Regions from separate parts of the Anser cygnoides genome. Here region 2 is linked to region 1. Evidence: chromatin contacts called from public Hi-C data. All regions are on one chromosome and are shown on one strand. The core of a region is the stretch at or near the end of the contact, and the rest is flanking DNA. Distances in the headings are between cores, read along the strand shown. Region 1 holds the start of SMCO4 (single-pass membrane protein with coiled-coil domains 4). Region 2 overlaps DEUP1 (deuterosome assembly protein 1).

The links. Hi-C and Micro-C count contacts between places; a contact is called where the count stands out from the background.
Region 2: a Hi-C map of liver shows a contact between it and region 1, with 2.6 times the contacts expected there. The contact joins the enhancer-like site here to the promoter of SMCO4 in region 1. A contact is called at or near these places in 2 of 7 Hi-C or Micro-C datasets (both in liver).

What each region holds. Positions count from the first base shown.
Region 1 is chr1:201,084,068-201,090,677 of Taihu_goose_T2T_genome, reverse strand. It overlaps SMCO4 (single-pass membrane protein with coiled-coil domains 4), which reads right to left and starts at 4,064. Exons shown (of 2, transcript XM_048076504.2): 1 at 3,870-4,064.
Region 2 is chr1:201,117,128-201,124,539 of Taihu_goose_T2T_genome, reverse strand. It overlaps DEUP1 (deuterosome assembly protein 1), which reads left to right. Exons shown (of 13, transcript XM_048076511.2): 13 at 2,324-2,558. The coding sequence ends at 2,494. Among named protein-coding and RNA genes, the nearest start is that of SMCO4, 34 kb to the right of the region's middle. Within about 2 kb of position 1,604, at least 1 of the 3 cell types and tissues checked has open chromatin away from gene starts, as enhancers often do. A contact at or near this core is called in liver, where this site is marked.

The DNA.
Region 1 (6,610 bases), core at 2,815-5,314:
TTATTTAGATTAGGTTTTGACCGGAATACTGATGGACCAGGCAGAGAAGTTTCTGCCAAGTTGCTAATATACTTAAAATTATGCTTAGCCCTTCAGAACTTTAACACAGAACAATTCAATCGGAGCATGCCCTATGCTTTGAGAAATTCTCCAAGATTTCTAATGATAACAAGTGGCCAGAAACTTCCAGTCACGTTGACATCTAAAAGCACAGAGCTCACCTTTTAAAGGGAGAAAGAAGCGACCAACTTCTTTGCAACTAAAAACACTGTACAAGAAATCAAACGAAGCAGGATGGAGAAGAATAAAAAACCCTGAGACCAAACCAGGGGTAGGGCAAAAGACAACAAAGAGAATATTATCACACATTCTCATCCCCTCAAGATACACGTGTGCCTAAAGGGCTCACAAATATCCAGTCTCTGGCTGTCTGCCACATCCAGTGTGCAGAGCCTCCTTCCTCTATTGCCTACAGCAATTATTTCAGGCTTTCTCTTAACAAGTAAAATTCTCTCTTACAAAGAAAAAACAAAAAGTAGGGGTGGAGGCCTGCGCTGTTGCAGAGGTTTACACCGACAGCCTCTGGGACTGCCACTACTGCTAAGACAATGCCAGGATTTTAACAGCACCTTTCCCTAAGGTAGCAGCACTTAAGACCTTTATACACTGGAAGAGATGCCCTTCCACATTAGCGTGGCCTATTAGCCACAAACAGGATTAAGAGCTCAGCAAATCCTCACAGAGCTCACATCTGTCAACATAACTCCTTCCCATATGGGCTGAAAGGAAGGTAACTTCTCAGCTTTACTGAGCACTTACAAGAAAGCTGATATTGCAATGGTTATTAAAAAAAATAATAATAGTTGGGGGGTGAGGTGGGGGGATGGACACAGGAAATCACGATCAGGGAGGCCCCTCAGGATGCCTTATTTTGTGATAAAAAATGTCATCTGGTTAAAGAACTTGTGGTCTTACAGGGCAGCCCTGCTGTTGCCTTGGTGGCCCTGTACAGCAATTAACATCAGGAGACCTCCTGAGAAGACAACAACCAAGATCTCTTTGCCAGATACTACAGAAACCTTTCCGTGCTGTCAGAAATCAAACTATTATCACAAAAAAATAGAGCAGCTCAGATCTGCACGCAACACAAATTGCTATGGGGACAACAGGACATCAATGAATCCACAGATACTTCTTGCAGTGCATGGAGAGTCTTGCAGGGAGACAGACAGATCATTTTGCTCCGGAGCACAGAGACCTTATAGCTGAATCAAGAAATGCCAGATCCATTCTCGAAGAGCTCAGACTCTTTGGGAGTAGCTGGGACACACAGCTGTAAGAGTAAAAAAGCAAACCCAGCCAATTCAGCAGAGAGAATTCGTGCTCAGTTCTCTCAAGCCCTGATACCACTGTGAAAGATAAATTAATCTTCCTTTAAGTGCAGTCCCCATGACAGCACTGCTACCTGCTGAACCAGGGCAGGTCTCCTGCGACTCTTCGTGGAGAGAACTCTCCCTTTTCAGCTTCTCTACAGCACTGCTTCTAGGTAATGCACACAGCACCAGGCCAAGTCTTGTTGGGCTTCGAAGTAACACGCAAGGGAGAAAGACCAGGGAGAAGGAAAATTTGCAACAAAAATTAACAAATAAACTGTTACCTTACGCATTGAGTGCCATAGCCAAAAGATTTACTGTGTAGTCTATCGACCATCCCGTGAGATAGCTCATACCACCTAATTAGCATGTATATTGTATAGATATGCAAAAGCACTTTACTGCCTATTTAATGCATGGAAAAACATGATTAGTTTAAGTATATATATATTATTTTGCTAGCATACTGATAAGGCAGTGACCAGGAGATCGTCTACTCTCTCACCTGTTGCTGTGCACACCTCCAAACGAGCAGTCAGGAATGTGACTGAGGGCAGCTGCCTCACACAGCGCAACCTCCGCTCAAGCCCAGTGCTCTGGGATCACCTCACAGCCCAGGTTCTCTTCCACAGACACGCTGCCACTGCTAAGATCTTGTCTCAGGCAAGTCAGTCACAGAGTCACAGAATGGCTGAGGTTGGAAGGGACCTCTGGAGATCCCCCAGTCCAACCCCTGCCGAGCAGGATCACCTAGAGCACACTGCACAGGATGGCATCCGGGCAGGTTTTGGGTATCTCCAGAGGAGGAGGCTCCACAACCTCTCTGGGCACCCTGTGCCATTGCTCTGTCACCCTCACAGTAAAGAAGTGCCCCCTCATATTAAGCCAGAACCTCCCATGCTTCAGTTTGTGCCCGTTACCTCTCACCCTCTCGTGGGGCAAAACAGGGACAGTCCTGTTGGCCTGCAAGCACTGGTCACACCCCAGGAGGGTGTTCTGCTAAGGACTCCCTAGAAACAGGGCTTTCCGACAGCCACTCTGGCAGCCTCTGAAGATGCCCAGAGCTCTGTAAACGGCTCATTTTTACCTCTGTATGTATCAGTGCTGTCCATGCTCTTCTATATCACTCTGCATTTGCAGTCAACAGCTTCGCCAAAACCCTCTTGAGGAGCAGAAGATAACAGTTGTGCGAGTCCCTGCTGGAAAGAGCACTAAAGAAACAGGTAGTTCCTAGAATTCCCTACATTATAAAGGGTATTTGACAACCACACTCCAAATCCCTGTTGGTAAACGTCCCTTTTACATTTCCTGCACATCATGAGGGAAAGTTAAAACTAAAATTGCTATAACAATGAGCTGTTCATTTATCTGACAAAGATGAGCGAAATTTCTAACTACAAAGCTTAAGAACAGTCTAAAACCTGCTTTCTTCTTAACTTCAGTCTAGGAGGTCTGCGTGGTATAAATAGGCCACTAAAGGCAGTTAAAAGAGAGAGAAAAAGTTATTAAAAATGCACTAATTAGAAACTTTTTTTTTTTAATAGGATGTCAGGGAATTTCTGCAAGACTTTTGTTTTATTTAAAGGAGACAATTTCAACAGACCTAAAAATAACACACAATCAGGTTTTCCAAATTGAGAGGATCACGAAAATCCCCAGGAGGCCCCAACACAGCCGGGCACCGCTCGAGCCCACAAAAACCTGACACAAATTTGGGGCAGGACCACGGAATGTAAATCTCCATAACATGACAACATTTATTTTCCCTACCGTCTTAAAAGGTGTGAAGCATAACGGCTTTAGAAACATAGCGGAAAGTAAATTATTTTTTAAGGTACCCAACTGTACAGAGAACCGAAAAAAGCTACAAATTGAACTCACGGCAGCACACGGCAGGGACAACACACGAACAAATGAATTCACTGCGCTTAAGAAAGAGGTAAAAGCAGCATATTTGCATTCAGAACGGATTATCTTATTTTTCTTTCCCCTGGGTCACCTTTTAATGCTTTCCTGAGCTTACTTCCCCCTCGGTCGGCTGCTTAAACACAAGTCTCGGTCCTTCCTCACACACGATCGTCCTCGCGACCGAGGAAGCGAAATTAAAGAAATAGACGCCAGATGAAGAAGTTTCGAGCCTTTTGAGGAGATTTTTTTCCTCATTTCCAAGAGTTATTTTCCTCACGGATCCCCCCTGCAGGGTCGCCGTTCAACACCGGCGGGGCCGGGCCGCCCCCGGCGCCTCACAGCCGGGTCCCTCCTTCCCGGGGCCGGCTCCCTGCTTCCCCTCACTTCAAAACTTTCCGCTTTTAACCACCCTGGAGCACTCGGAGCCCCCCTGGAAGTCCTCGGGAAGCCGGCCGGCCCGGAGCCCCTCAGCTCGGCGACTCCCCCCGGGGGGAGGATCGGAGTGGGCTCCCGGAGCCCCGACCTCTCCCCCCTCAGCGCTCCCTTCCCTTCCCTCCCCTCCTCCCCGGGACAGCCGCGAGTCCTTACTCTGAGCTGCGCCCTCCTGAGAGCAGGGACGGGCGGCCAGAGAGGGGCAGAGTCCGGGCTCCCCGCCGCAACTTCCCCGCTCCGCCACACGTGGGGCTGAGTGAGGCGCGGGGCTGGCGCCGCTCGGCGCAGAGGACGTGGCAGCTCCCTCCTCCTCCTCCTCCTCCTCCCCTCCCTCCCTCCTCGGCCGAGCCGAGCCGAGCCGAGCCGGAGGCTCCTCCCGGCCCCTCTCTGGCGGAATTCGGGGCGCCCTCTGCCGCCCGCCGAGGGTCCCGCTGCCCCCCCCAGCTTCGCCCCGCTCCCCTCAGGGCGCCCCTGAGGCGAGCCCTGAGGTGAGGGCGGGAAGCTGAGGGGCCGGGAGGCCGCCGCCTCAGCGCTGCCTTCCCCGGGGGGGCACCGGCCAGGGGAGCCCTTCGGCGGCTTTTCTCGGTAGAAGAGGGTGAAGGGACCCCCACTGGTCCCCCACCGGACCCCTGATCCCCCACTGGTCCCCCATCAGCCCCCCACCGGCCCCCCGCTGTGTCTGGTCATACGGGACAGGTGCACGGCAGCCGGCTGGAAAGGCCGGCGCAAAATCATCGTCTGTTCCTGAGGAGATCTCTCTCTCTGGTGTTGCAGTAAAAGGCTTATCACAAGTGCGTTTGTCTGTTCATTAAATAAGGGAGTGCGAAAAGAGGTGGAATTAGAGTGGAGATTACTGACATTACTTTCTTGCATAGCATTGGGAGGGAAGCGCTTGTTACCAACTCCGAAATGATCGTCCCAAACACACATAGAGAGATGCCCCATGTCCTCCAAGTGAATGGGGACAGTGGGAGTGTGAATTCACTGAGAAACCCTATTGCACCCACCCCAAGCTGCTGCCTGCACCAGCAGGACCCCAAACATCTGTAGCTGCTGCATGGTCTTCATGGCTTAGGCTGGCTCCGCCGCGGAGATGCTCTCCTTTCTCACCGAGAAGAAGAAATCCCTTGCTGTGTTCCTGAAGAGACAGTAGCTGCAACTGGTAGGCGATAAAAGATCTCGGGCATCTGTTTGCATTTTCCCCTTTGCCGGGTTGCGTTTTGAAAATAGGAGACATCACCTGGGCTCCGTGGTATCCGAATGCCTGGCATGGAGGTTTACACTGAAAAGGTCAGTCGGGAGGGATCTCCCCCTTCTCCCAGGTTAATAACAGCTACAAAGCTGCTCCCGAGCTTAATGGTGTCATCCTTCTCCTAATGCTTTTCTCAGAGTTCAAAATGTTTCCTGCAAGAGCATTCTCATCAGGCACCTTCATGTAACCTTAATATACCTTCTAATTGAGTGATATTGGAGTGTCATGTTGTTACTTCCTATTGCACTTCTTTCTGCTGAAAACATCCATTTCTTCCAGTTGTGGGCAGATTTTTTAATCTCGAGGTGTACTGCCAATTTGAGATTAGAATCTGACTTTGAAGTTGTAAGGAAGTGCTGTTCCTGATGTTCAAATAACACTGAACTGCTTAGGGCTAAAGCAGAGAAGAAATAAAATTGTGTTTTTCTAAAACATCTCTCACACTGTGGTTATCTCAAAGGGCTTTATGAAGTAATGTCAAGTAAAGCAAAGCACCTTTAAGCAAAGCAGCAGTTCTGTGCACAAATGTACCTTCGGACATAGAATTTTTTTGGCCAAGACACTAAAGTTATCCATAATCATTTAATAGGGCTATTATGTATGTTTAATGATCACCTGCAATGGCATGAGAAATGTCCTATAGTGGTCATCACTTAAAACCATTAAGGAAGGATGAAGTGTGCATATATCGAATTCATCCTTGGACTGATTGGACTGTGTAACAACATGCAGTTCAGTCACATTAGGATTACAGTGTACGTGTGAATTTTTCCTGCATACTCCAGTAAAGCTATTACCCTTATAAAGGACATAATGTGTTGGCTATTAAGTTATGCATGTATGCTGAAGTACCTGAACAACAAACTACACCTGAACTTGTTGCAGGGAGAGATCTGACCCGCGCTGGGTGGCAGGCAGGTAATTGCTACTGTAATCATTCTAGCTTCAGGACTACTCTGTAACAACAGGACATTGCCATTTAGGAAACAGTTTCATTTCTAACCTTTAAGCAGAAGGATGTATGTGGACCATATAGGATTTTCCAATCTGCATCTGTCCACAATAGATATGATTAAGTGCATTTTTGTTTAGCTATTGATTTATTCACCTGGCTTCCTCAAATGTCAGATATATGTATGGTTTTTTGTCCAAGAAAAATAGGGTTGTTTGGAGTATTGATTGCAGCAGCGGAGTCTGCGGTACAGCTCAGTAGAAGGTTTGGTTCACATTTTAAGACATTGCACTGTTCTTTAATAAACCTGCAACTCCTTTGGATGTAGATGTAAAATCTGCTGCCAGGATTATATTGTAATCTTTATTACTTTATTTTTAATCTAGGAAAAAAAAAAAAGTCTTTTCAGATTGTTTTGAATTATCAGTGTGCAGTAATCCTCCCTTAAACCTGCTTAGACTTTATAGATTTTATATGCAGTAGCATAAAAGGATGGGAAATGTTATTATTAAATTCAGATTTTTTTTTCTTTTTTGGTATTATACCTCTGTGATGGTAGCAGCTTAGTCTTTTAATATGCACATATGCTTTTAAAAATCTGTGTGTATGGAGAGAAAGAGAAAAAATCACACATAAACAGTAATCAAATTGCAATGACTCCTGTAGTAGTTACAAGTTCAAATACAAACTACA
Region 2 (7,412 bases), core at 355-2,854, 36 kb before region 1:
AAGCTGTAAGGAGCCACGATCTGCTTGTTCCAAGTGGTAAACATTCTTCTCTCCTCTGAGGAAATTCAGAAATGTCTCATTTGGGGTTCACACTGTATTTCAAGAAAAACACATCGAAGTAAGTACCAATTGAAGCAAAGGACAGTAGCATTTTAGGAAGATAGCTTCATCGCGAGGCTGGTATGTTTCTACTGACAAGTCAGCAATTGTAAACACTGTTGTAATGAATCTCTGAGAACCTCTTGTAACTTGATGTAATATTTCTGAAGACTGGCACATCTGCCTGGTTTCCTTTGCTTCTCTCTGGAAGTGTTTTATTTGCTCAGTATTTACTCAGTGATTTTAGAGTAAGTGAAACATGGTGTTGCTTTAAATAAAGCCTCCACGTACAGTGTCTTCTTCATAATGCAAAGCTATCTTAAAACACTTCAAAGTAGTACCGCCAACTCTATCGCTGAATCCAAACATCACAAGAAAATGTTTATGTGACCTAGCCCATGAGAGGGGAGGAAAAATTTGCATGTAGCCATAGCATTCAAAATCTCAGGAAAATCTCTTTCTGTGAAAACAATGGTGATTTATGGGTGGGGAGTCATGCACGTGTTTCCAGGGAAAAACAAAAGGTGGGTGATTTCCCTCCAGAGTTTCTCAAACATTGGAATATCCCTGCTAGTGCAAGAGTGTTGTGGGAAACGGTAAACCAATACCTTTAGGTTCCGTATTCCTACCTGGCAAATTAAGTCGCTTTCTTCCCTGCCCCATTAAAACACTTACTTTTGAGGCACTGAATAAAGGAAAATTCTGCTTTATCTGTGAATTTCACTTTAGGAACCCCGTATGTCCAGAAAGCCTGGCTCAGCCTAGAAGGGTGGTATTACATCCAGAATTTATTTCTTGCTGTACTGTGAAAAGTAAGGGGATTTCCTATGGGAAATCCCTAAATTTCATCTCAAGGTCTGCTGCAAACCATTTGAATAGAATAGTGCTTTACAGCATTTCTATATTTTCTAGTTAATATCTTCTGGCCTGAAAAGCTGTTAAGGGCAGTTTTAAAGCAGGCAGAAGCAAAAACCGAATCTGCCTGTAGTTGCTGTGGAAATAGGGAATACCCCCTTCTGATATAATGGATCCTAGAATAAACATTTACAGGTTTAATAGAATTGGCATTTTCTACAAGCCATTTAGATATTTAAATTATTTGAGGCCCTTCCTATTTGATGTACCGGCAGTCTCCTTTTTATATTCTAGGAAAAGCAAAATTAGAGATTCTACACTAACAATTCTAACGGTTATTAAAAATATTTCAACGCATGGTTTAGTTAAGATAATGATTTCTAATATTCTTACTCAATATATGGTCACATAAAGACAGAAAAATATCTTTCTCTTAATATTTTACAGATCCTGTATGAAGTTTTTTCTCAGTTCACTGTTAAAAATTCATGTCATAGAATCATATTTATCTTTACAAATAAACATTGAATATATTTAAACAAGCAAATTGTCTTTAGACAGAGAAAAGGGTTTTTTTTCTTTTTTTTTTTGACAGACATTCCAATGAATGGATCTTAAATATTAGCAAAAGGAATTAACAAAGAATGCTGCTTACAGTTTTAGAACTCATTCCAGCAAAGATTTATTCATGTCCTTTGCTTTATACAACTCTGAGTCCCATGACAACCATTTTAAGACTGATTTTCGTATGTTTTATGTCTCTGTCTATTAAATGTTCATTAAATGGAAATAAAATTTTTCAGTGAACTACTTGCAGTGAATAAAGTTTAGTACATTCTCCGGAATATCAGGACTTGAAGTAGACAGTGCTGAACTCAGTACAGTTTTTCTTCCTTTCCTAAGAAAGCATTTCATGAGATGGAAGAGAGGCAGAGGGAGAAAATTACAGGAGGCAATCAGCAGTACCCAACACTAGTTATATTCTGTAGTTCCAAAGAACAGGTTATTGTCCTCTGTCCTGGTCTAAATTACACAAATGACTAACATGACCTTTAGCTGATCCAAAGATTTAAGAGGTTCTGAGGCAGCTTAATTCTGTCTAACAGGATATTTATATTTTTAATGGCAAATCTACATCCCAGTGCTGTGAATGTCAGAGGTGTTTAAACATCATGTTCACATTATGTTATTTAGCTGCCTGAGTGTATTTAAAAACGTATGCCTGAAGTCATATTTTCTTGGAGATGTATAAAGCATTAAAGGGTTATTAGCTGCTCTGTGTTAAGATGTGTTTAAGTTTAAAAACTGATTATGCAAGCACGTTGTTGAACTTTCTGTTTTTTACTATTTCTTTCTGTGTGTTTCTTAGTCTTCTCCTGAGATGTCCGTCCTTGCAACAACAGAAAAGTTCCTTCAAGAGGAAGAGAAACACACAAAAGAGTTTGAAGAACGTTTAAATTCACACCTTGAAGAACTGCAGAGACATTCTGAAAACACTCTAAAGAAATATGCCATGCTACAACAAAGCAGGCATACTTAAGCCAGTCACACAATCAAAAAAATAAAACCACGCGTAACCGCTCCAGAATTTCTTAGAACTAAAATCTGCACCTATCTTCTTAATGTCTTTAGGCACATCACGAATTGCAAGTATTTTAACATGAAGGCTTCAATAAGATAATCATTATCCTGCAGATTTGGGTATATTGCAACTGGACTACGCTACAAAACGTTGTACTCTAGACATATTACAAAATACACAGGTTAGCTTCACATAGTTAAATTGAGACCCCGTTGCAGCACTGTAAATGAAGACACTTTCAATTCTGTGATGTACAAAGGGCTAATAAGTGGAATCATTCCCTCGAAAATATAATCAGCCAAGAGAAATTCTCTAGATCGCACAGAAGAAGAATAATAGGGGCCTTTAGCCATGTGATAGCTCCTAGCATAAAGAGCTAATCTTTGCTCTGGTTATTCTTGGCTATTCTATAGCCCTTGGGACGCTTGAAATGAGAAATCTGAGCTTTTCATTTTTTATGGTGTAAGCCATGCCATTCTGTGGGAGGAACACAAGCAGACAAAGCACAAACATACTTTGAAGCCATCCCTATTACTCCTTTTGCCAGACCCATAGACTTCGCTTGGGACAGTGATCTTGGGTGCTTTCTATGCTTTACATTAATACTTATGATTTTTAAATCCCATCTTCAAAAGCACCTCTTTTAATAGTACGTTGGCACATTGTTTAACTACATTGGAATAGAGAAAAAAACTTACTTCAGAAAACTTGTGATGAGTCTTAGGAAAGGGCCTAAATTCTTTATATTTTTCTGCAACATAGGAAAACATTGTAAAACTGAACAGAGTTAGTTCAGCTCTATACGCTTTACTGAGAGCAGCCCTGAGGAGAAGGACCTGGGCATGTTGGTGGATGAGAAGCTCGGCATGAGCTGGTAATGTGTGCTTGTGGCCCAGAAAGCCAAACGTACCCTGGGCTCCATCAAAAGCAACATGGCCAGCAGGGTGAGGGAGGGGATTGTCCCCCTCTGCTCTGCTGTTGTGAGATTTCCAAAGAAATTCTTCCCTCAGAGGGTGGTGAGGCCCTGGCACAGGCTGCCCAGAGAAGCTGTGGATGCCCCATCCCTGGAGGTGCTCAAGGCCAGGCTGGATGGGGCTTTGAGCAACCTGGTGTGGTGGGAGGTGTCCCTGCCCATGGCAGGGGGGTGGAACTGGGTGGGCTTTAAGGTCCCTTCCAGCCCAAACCATGCTGTGGTTCTGTGATTCTTTGCTGAAAAACTGCATAATATTGAGATTCCTTTTATTTGCAATTCAAACTGGATTCTGTTGCTGTGTAAGCAAAACAAATTACAGACAGTGTTGATGAACCACCAATTTCAGTGAAAGAGATGCTGAAGTGCTGCTTTCCAGCATGTACTGTTGCCAACTTCCTGGAAAAATCTAGATGAAAATAATGCCAGACTGTCAAACAGCTCCAGTGTGTGAGTAAAAGAAGTCTCATTAATATTCAAGACCACAGCAAAAATGTAAATTGTCTTTGGAAGTTATATTTCCATTATGACAAAATATACTACATCACACTTACACAAAATACCAAGATTTTAAATACCAGTTTGGCTCAGTTTGCAATAAAATGAGCAATGAAAATGAGGACATCAAAGATCCTTTACAGGAAAATTCAGGGAAATTGCTAGACTCAGCTGGAGGAATAAAGGCTGAATAAAAAGATGATGAAAGGACATCTGAACAAACTAAATATATATGTGTCCTCAGTCTAAGGAGAGAGGCATCTGGGTGTTTTAAAAGGACTAATGAGGAAATTTAGGAACCTCTGTAAATAAAGCTTAATTTTAAGATCAGAAAGATTTGCAGCAGCAAAAAGACAGCAAAATGTTATCTTTCAGAAGGGCAGAAGAAGAAAAAAAATGATATTAGCCAGTTAGCCGGATTCTTTTGCTGCTGAAGACTTAAACAAGCAAGAAGTCAGTATGCCCCAGAGCTTCAAAGAAATGTGTCTGAGTCCAGTTAACTACCCAAGGATCCCTCTCGTGATACAGGGCTGTGTGATTATGTAGAACGAATGATTGGAATTATCAAAAAATGAATAAGTTTTTTTTTCTAAAGCTTTTCAAGACCTGCCCAAGCTCCTGACTTTGGCTAATGAAATAACAGAGGCAGTTTCAGCCTGGCTTTTGTGTAATGCCGTATAATAAACTCCACGTGAGAAGCACCGAAACCCCAAAGCACGTGTGCCCGAGCAGCCGCCTTGTTTCCCGGTCCTTGCTGCATGGAGCGTGTTCCACCAAAAACGTGCAGAGTCAGCACGGGTCACAGGGCTGGCTCGTACCACCTGCTCCTACCACCTTCCCCTTCGCTGGCCCAAATCTGCAGAAGTTGCTAAGCTAGCAGCTACGTTTGTACAGCCTATGTTAAAGAATATGTTAAAGAATGATGGACGGTAGAAACAATAAAGACTGAGAAATGATATACCTGCAAACAGGGACTAAAGATGTAGTGTCAAAAAAAAAAAAATCGTCATACAGCTCCAAGGCTTATAAACGCCTGAAAGTACCCATAAAAATGAAAAAGAAATGAATTATTAATTGTAAGTTCAGTTGACAGGACAAGGTGCAGTGTTCTGGGGCTACGGATTAGTCAAAAGATGGAGAAGGTTTCTACTTTGTGAATAGCTGGCAATGGAAAATTCTTGCAAGCTGCTGGACCTCTTTTATAATTTTTCAAAGCTTCACCAAAAAGCATTTTTTTGGCTCCCGCTTGAAAGGCTTGTTTTAAATAAAGAGCACAATGGTTCAAACTGCCACCAGCCTTTTGTTGCTGAAGCAAAACCAGAGGTCACGTACACACAGTTGCCAACATGTTTCGGGAAGATATAATTTCAGAATAGTTGGTGGGAGATGAGCTGCCAGGCCACTGCTGCCCAATTTGCTTCCCAAAACTTGTGCTGATGGGGCTGTCAGTGGAATGGCAGCGAAGAGAAACATGTAAAAGTGACTCAGGTGAAAGTTGGTTATTTAGTACATTTCCTTCCTACTTCATTTCTTACTCTCTTCTTTTCTGTGTGGGAAATTTAGGAAGGGAGGAGCAGCACGGAGACCGTGGGCACGCTGAGCAATGCAGCGAGGGATGCAAACAGCAGCGACAAAACGCTGCCAAATCAGCACAAAAATGGGCAAACGTGAAAAATCACAGGCACGGTTTTCTCATTTTTCCAATGTGTAGACTTAAGCAATGGCTTAAACTTATCCAGTGAAAGGAAGATAAATTTCTGCTGTGGTCAGAGACCCCAAGAGGGCCTAAATCCCCTTCTCGCTGCTGCTTTAGCGGCGGTGCAGCAGGGCACAGAATCGAGCCCTCCACCACGCGGTCATTCACAGCGAGACCAAACAGCGGTGGGAGGGAGGAAGAAGCCATAAACAGAGACTGTCAGATGAGATGAGCCCCGGCGGAGCTACGTCCGGGGTATGTCACGGCAGTCACCGAAGTGTTTTGGATGCGGCAGCCCCGGTTTGTGCCGCGCTCCATTCAGGAGTCAGTCCTGCTGCGTCCGCCCGTGGCCCCCAGAGGAAGGACCTGAGCCCCTACGATACGGATCATGGGATCATGTTCCCATGCAGCTTTACGACCTCCAGCAGCCAATTCCGTCATTACAATCACTTGTTCTCACAGAATCACAGCATGGCCGAGGTTGGAAGGGACCTCTGGGGATCCCCCTGTCCAACCCCTGCCGAGCAGGATCACCTAGAGCACGTTGCACAGGATGGCATCCAGGTGGGTTTGGGAGACCTCCACAACCTTTTTCATGTCTTTCCATGCAAAACAGCTAATCACTAGATTTCCTGTCAGCTGTCTTGTGCTAGCAAAGCTCTTCCCAGAAAGCGGGCTGCTTGGAAAGTGCTAAGTTAAAGCTTGCTCCTGGTGGAGCTCATTTGAATTGGCCAAGGTGATGTGGGAGAGTAGTGTTGGCTTTTCCTCACTGTAGAGTTCAGATCTCAGTTATTTAATCACTGTGTCTGAGGTACTGTTTGATCACATGGACACCCTCAAATCGAGAAATAGGCTGTAATTTAATGTACCACATCTAAATTCCATTAGTGGGTTGAGCAACACCCCTAGACACTGACACGTGGTGCTCCAGACTCACTTCCTAAACCAACAAACCCATCAGTTTGTTCCTATTATCTACTCCTAGCCACAATGCTAGGGGCCTTAAAACAGATTTATCAAAAACGTGTTTACCCGCTTATCTTATGAGAACCAGTGTTTGTGCAAAAAACAGTCCTAAACCATCCTGTCTCTGAATTTCCTGCAACAGATGTAGAATTTACTGTGTTCAGCCCTAGGGAACCCAGCATGAGAAGGACATGGAAGTATTAGAGCAAGTCCAGAGGAGACCATGAGGATGATAAAGGGGCTGGAGCACCTCTCCTGTGAAGACAGGCTGAGGGAGTTGGGGTTGTTCAGCCTGGAGAAGAGAAGGCTCCGGGGAGACCTTACAGCGGCCTGCCAGTACCTGAAGGGGGCTACAGGAAAGCTGGGGAGGGACTCTTTGTCAGGGGGTGCGGTGATAGGACATGGGGGGAATGGCTTTAAACTAAAAGAGGGGAGATTTAGATTAGATATAAGGAGGAAATGCTTCCCTCAGAGGGTGGTGAGGCCCTGGCCCAGGCTGCCCAGAGAAGCTGTGGATGCCCCATCCCTGGAGGTGTTCAAGGCCAGGCTGGATGGGGCTTTGGGCAACCTGGGCTGGTGGGAGGTGTCCCTGCCCATGGCAGAGGAGTGGAGTTAGATGATCTTAAAGGTCCAGTCCAACCCAAACCATGCTGTGATTCTATGAATTTACTTACAGGCTTGGCATGGCTGCTTGTACAATACAAAAGGAGCAACAACTTCTACAGAAGTCCTGGGTCCTTGGTATT